Linked DNA regions of Ovis aries: region 2 is linked to region 1. Evidence: chromatin contacts called from public Hi-C data. All regions are on one chromosome and are shown on one strand. The core of a region is the stretch at or near the end of the contact, and the rest is flanking DNA. Distances in the headings are between cores, read along the strand shown. Region 1 holds the start of CROCC (ciliary rootlet coiled-coil, rootletin). Region 2 holds the start of CPLANE2 (ciliogenesis and planar polarity effector complex subunit 2).

Region 1 (2,942 bases), core at 328-2,827:
CCTTTTGGTGGGACCAGATTTCTAAGATAAAAAATAAATTTTTCTACTCTGTCAGTGTGTGTCAGAGATGGGAGTGTTCTTGGCGCCATGGCCGCTGACTCCTCCAGGATGCCTCTGCAGGACACGCCGCCTTTTACCACTGAGCCCGCGTCCAGACTTCAGACTGGGGCCACAGCGCCAGGCTGGCCGGAGTGCGGGGATCTGGTCCTGTTGCCCTCAGGCAGCCAGTGATGTCTCTGCTTACAGAGGCCAGCCTTTCTGCCCTTCTGGGACGCTCCGGGCTTCTTGCCCTCTAGGGTGGGGGCAAGCCCTGCCTCCTGCCCAGACCTCCGCAAGGAAGCAGGCCCCTAAACAGTAAGGGTGTCCAGGCAGAGACCTAAAAGCAAGATGAAGGCCGTGGCGTTTACATGCCTGTGGGCTCTGTAACAGATGTGCGTCCACCGTTGCCTATAGAAACGGCCCCTCTGACTGGTAAGCAGCGTGAGGGATGACAGAGGAGAAGTTAGTTGGATGGTGAACGTGAGTTTGAGTGAACTCCAGGAGATGGTGGAGGACAGGGAAGCCAGGTGTGCTGCCGTCCATGGGTCACAGAGAGGCTGACACAACTGAGCAACTGGACAACAGCAAAGGACAAAGAAAACTGGAACTGAGCGCCCTCTTGCCCTTTAAGTAAGGAAAAGGAAATTGCATCGAGGGATTCTCAGGAGGAGTCAACTTTTTTGTCTGCTGTTACTCCCCGTCTTCTCTAAGTGCCTTGCTGCTGCTGCTGCTGCTGCTGTGAGGCTAGGAAAGAAGCAGCTTAGCGTTAGAGGAGGCCCTTGACAGGAACCATGTGCCGTTGAAGGTGAGCCCTTGGGTCTTGGAGACAGACGTGGGCTTTGATCTAGACTGTCTTCATGGTAAAAATGTGTGCCACGGTCTCCTTAAGCCAGGTGTCACTTGGACGAGGCATCTAAGCCACCAGCAGGTGCCCATCCTGTGACTCAGGTGCTGCGTCCAGAACTGTTACTCCCAATGGTGCTGCTGAAGAAACCGCAGTCAGAAAAACAACCTGGAAAGCGCCTGGAGGGGTCTGTAGGGCAGGGGACAGTCTGGTGCATCAGCAGCTCAAGTCCCAGCTGTGGGACCGGGGTCCCCAGGACAGCCCCCAGTGCTGAGCCATGCATTGCCTCACTTAGATCCCTGCCTGGAGCTTCCAAACGCTGGGGTTGGGGATAGGAGGTAGGTATTGGGTTTGAGGGTTTTGAGACTACAAGATATCTTCATGATTCTATAACATCGCAACTTGTGTCTCACTGGCTTTAAAGAAGCCGACTGCCACGTCGCGTGACTTGCCCTAGTCCCAGGGCCACAGCGTCGAGGTGGGAAAATCAGCCTCTCCGACAGCCAACAAGAAGCTGAAGCGCTCAGGTCAGCGGTCTACAAGGACCTGGATGCTGCCAGAGTCACCTGAGCCGGGGAGCAGACCCTTCCCCGGTGGATCCTCAGATGAGCCCCAGCCTTAGCAGCCTTGCAGAGACCCAGCCAAGCTGTGCCCAGACCCCCGAAGCCTGAAACCCAGTGAGTAAATGTGTCTGAAGCTGCCACGTTTGCGGAGGTGTCATTAGGCAGCAACAGATAACTAATACAAAAGGCGACTGAAGGGCATCGAATGGGAGTCAGAGGAAAAGAAGGCTCTGGACACACTTGAGGGCAGGATGGCCTTGGTAGGTCACTTAACCTGCCCCTTGGGGCCTCACTTTCCCTTTCTGTGACAACAGCTATTGCTTACGTCTGCAAGGCACTGGTCTGTGCCCTTAATGTAAAATGTGCCTCAGGAACTGCCCCAGCAGTCCAGCGGTGAGGCCCATGCTGCCACTGCAGGGCACGGGTTGGGTGTCTGGTCCGGGAGGAGTCCACATGCTGCGGGGCAACAAGGCCCGTGCTCCACAGCAGAAGCCGCTGCAGTGGGAGGCCTGCGCACCAGAACAAAGACGCTACCGCCCCTAGCGGCCGGAGAGAGCGGGCACAGAAGCATAGAGCCAGCACAGCCATAAGTAAGGCTTAAAAAGGGTCTTTTAAAAAGTCAGGCATTATAAGACCCTGTCAGTAAAGCATAAGGTATCCAGCAGGTCCAGTTAACCAGAACACACGTCCTCTAAGCCTCCTGCTTAATGTGGTTTGCCGATGGGGTGCAGAGTCCAACCGAGCCTAGCACCTGGGTTTGGCAAGCACTTGGCCCTAGCAGCATGTGGGTACTAAGTCCCAGTCACGTGTTTCCATTACCGGAGCCGCAGACTTAGACCCCTCCACAGTGGAGCAGGCATAACTCCCTTCTGGTGGCCAGACCTGGGGCGCAGGGCTGGGTGCCACCTGGTTATGGGGCAGTGACCCAGTTCGCAGCCCTACGCTTTCAAATGCCCACAGGTCGGGCTGAGCTGAACAGAGCCCCAGGTCAGCACGGCAGCGGGCGTGCAGCCTGCGGGGGAGGGCTGATGCCAGTGTGTGCTTCCCTGCAGTGGGCTCCTGGGAGCCCCGGGGTAAGAAGGTCCAGCAGAGGAGCTGTGTTTGCTGTCCCTCCCAAAACCTCCGGAGGCAGTGCCATGGTGGAGAGGAAAGAACATGGGGTGAGACCCACTGGACTTCACGCTGTGTGCCCTCGGGCAAGCCACTGCACCTTTGCGACGTCTTGGTCTCCTTACCTGTAAAGCTGACATAACCCTAGAACCTGTAGCCTACAATTCCCCTTCACAGAAAAATTCAAAGGGGATGGAGGATGGAACGAGAAAATGAGAGGTTAACAGCCAGCAGTGTGGAAGGACGCCAGTGTGGGCTGCCTGCGAGGTGTGGGCACTGGCAGCCCTAAGGGAGACCTGGTGCAGATGGGCCTGGACAGGTCCACTGGGGAGACGGGCAAGAAGTGGGGAGCACAGACCCTGGAGCTCAGAGCAGGCTCGGAGCGC
Region 2 (2,942 bases), core at 265-2,764, 220 kb before region 1:
TAAGCACTGGACCACCAGGGAATTCCCTGAGATGGTTTTCATTAATAGTAGTATCACAAATCGCACATATCACATACAGGTGAAAGCAAGGTTTTTCCTAATTCTTTCCTCAATGGAGAAATAGCAAAAGTATTCTTAAGTATTACAAATGAGCTCCTTAGAATCAATACTCTCAGAACTTTATGAATGTTTTAAATTAGCTAATTAATTTAATGAATTTAGTGTTTCTTTCTTTTTGCCAAGCCGTGTAATTTGCAAGATCTTAGTTCCCTCACCAGGGATTGAACCTGGGCCTACAGCAGTGAAAGCACTGAGCTCTAACCACTGGCAGCCCTCAGTGTTTTTAATCTAAAACTTGCAACAACAAAAAAAGTATAAACTATGAGACATCATAGTGTAGGACCTGGAAGCCTTAAAGTGTGGGCTGCCCTCGCACTCTCCCGTCTCACGCGTGCTGGCGGTTTGTGTTTCCTGGCCAAAGCTGGACTCAGTTAGGGTTAGGGTTAGTGCAGTCCGCGCCAGGCCCCTCTGCGGGCCTGTCAGCTGGATGAATTAGCCTCTTCCTGGGGAACAGGGGTATCTTATCCTGGAGACAGCAGGATATGGAAGAGGCTTGTGTTTACTCACTAGGGGAGCTTGGACAAGTCTGCAGTCCTATTGAGAAGGTTGAATTGGGTCTAGGGTACACAGTGGCCAGCAGAGGGCCTGGCGCGGGCTGAGGGCTCACTCAACAGCCTCTCTGCTGACAGGGGCTCCTGGCAGTGTTTTGTCTGTTTCCATGTTCCTGGCTCTGATGATGGAATTAGATCTAGGGAGATTTGGGGGTGGGGGCCCCAGGATGGGGCTTCTAAGGTTCCTGAGGATGGGGAGAGCAGTGGAGCCGTCCCTCAGTGCCCTGTCTATGCCCCCCGCCCCTCCCCCAGGTGACCCCCCCCGACCCGGAACAGGCAGGGGAGGGTCCCCTCGCCCCCTCCCCTCCCCCGCCCCCTCCCCCAGGTGAGCCCCACCGACCCGGGACAGGCAGCGGAGGGGGCGCTCACCAAACACCCGCCGGCGGCTCTTGCGCAGGACGCAGGCCAGGTACTCCTTGCCCTGGGCGCTCTCGTGCCAGTCTGGGACAATCACCGAGCCCGGGGCGGCCGGCCTGGCCATGGCTGGGCACGGGGGACGGAGAGGGAAGCTGGGTCTGTGGCCTTCGCCTGCACGTTCCTCCCTGGAGCGCCCCGCCCCCCGGAGGATGGGCCGATCGCGGAGCCCCAGCTTCTTACTGTTCCGATTGAGGCTTCTGGCCTCCAAGCCCCCTTGCAATACCCCGGCTCCCTCTCATCGCGCCGATCGCGCAGGACGGTCACCCCATCGCCGCCCCAGGCGGTGTTCGCACGGCCTCCGAGCCGCTTGTCACCTCCGGGGAGGTCATGCGGCCTTGCTTCTTCTCCGCCTCCTCGATCTCAACTCCGGGGGCCACTAGCGCTCACATCGGCGGCCCCAGCGCACAAGGGGACCCGGTGTAACCCGCTTTGGAGGCCCGCCCCGCGTCCCGCCGCCCAGGGCCGGGACTCGAGGCGCATGCGCGGAGGCTGTCGTCATGGAGACGCGGGGCGGGGTGGGCCGCGGGGCCGCGCAGGTCTGTCTGTCTGTCTCTGCGGCCGCGCGAGCTCCCGGGCCGGGTCTGGCCTTCTCCATTGCTCTGTTCCAGCCCTGGTCTTCCTTCCAAAATTTGACCAAATCCCGCTTCTGCCTCTTTGCGCCTCAGTGTCCTCTTCTATAAAGTGGAGGTAAAATGCTTTTACCTCCTAGGATTCTTTACAACAGTGACAAGTCCTTAGCAGTGTTCAGTACGTTTACTTATTATTGTTGTAATAATAGTATCATTATTATTGATCTTGCTCGGCAGGAACTAGACATGAACTGAACCCCTGTGGCTACGCCGACGGGGAAACAGCTGCCGAGAGTGCTCAAGGCCTTGACAATGAGTCTGAGGCTTTCCAGTCACTCATTTCTTGATTGATTGACTGATGCCACTTATTCAGCAAATAATTACTGAGCGCCTGTTATATGCCCGGTTTGTTCTAGCTGCTGGGAATGCAATGGCCACAAGAAGTCCCTGCCCTCCTGGAGGTGACATTCCATTCCATTCATGGGCTGTGAGCCCCTCCCCAGGACCCCACACTGGGCACCAGGCCTGTCACCGCCCCTTAGCTGGACAGTATGCAAAATAGCTCATTACTGAAGAGTTGTCCACTACACTTTTTACCAGTACCTTCTTGGCATGCCTTCAAGGAGGGCAGATCACTGGTGTGTAAAGTCTATGAATTAGCCTTCCCAGGTGGCTTAGCAGTAAAGACTCCACCTGCCTGCAATGCAAGAGAATCCGTTTCAATCCCTGGGTCAGGAAGATCCCCGGAGAAGGAAACGGCAACCCACTCCAGTGTTCTTGCCTGGAAAATCCCGTGCACAGAGGAGTCTGGTGGACCACGTTCCTTGGGGCCGCAAAGAGCACTCGCGCTATGATTAACCGTCACTGAAGGCCGACTAAGTGCCAGACGGTGGATGCTTTAGAGAGGTTAGTTACTCCATAAACGAACTTGTGTAGGAAATACTGTTACCCTTCTTTTATTTTACAGGTGAGGAAACTCAGAGGCAATGGGATTATCTGAAGTTACACCACATAGGTGGTCAGTGGGAAAACTAGACTCAGAATGCAGGGTGGCTGGACTCTGAAGGACGTCTCTGGTCTGCCGCACTGGGTCTTGTGTGTGTGTGTGTTTCATCATTTACTTATTTATTCGGCTGCACCAGGTCTTCGTTGAAACATGTGGACCTAGTTCCCTGACCAGGGATCGAACCCAGGGCCCCTGCACTGGGACAGAGTCTTAGCCACTGGGCCACCAGGGAAGGCCCTGGGTCTTGTGTGTTTAAAACTTTGACCCCAGTCCCTAGGA

The links. A called contact is a pair of places that touch in the nucleus more often than the background predicts.
Region 2: a contact with region 1 is called in a Hi-C map of tail adipose tissue, with 5 times the contacts expected there. The contact joins the promoter of CPLANE2 here to the promoter of CROCC in region 1. A contact is called at or near these places in 4 of 16 Hi-C or Micro-C datasets (hypothalamus, liver, muscle and 1 more).

The regions. Positions count from the first base shown.
Region 1 is chr2:249,341,874-249,344,815 of ARS-UI_Ramb_v3.0, reverse strand. It overlaps CROCC (ciliary rootlet coiled-coil, rootletin), which reads left to right and starts at 1,577. Exons shown (of 36, transcript XM_060411520.1): 1 at 1,577-2,942. NECAP2 (NECAP endocytosis associated 2) reads left to right here. Exons shown (of 7, transcript XM_060411524.1): 7 at 1-54.
Region 2 is chr2:249,562,066-249,565,007 of ARS-UI_Ramb_v3.0, reverse strand. CPLANE2 (ciliogenesis and planar polarity effector complex subunit 2) reads right to left here and starts at 1,514. Exons shown (of 5, transcript XM_060411542.1): 1 at 1,041-1,514. The coding sequence starts at 1,152.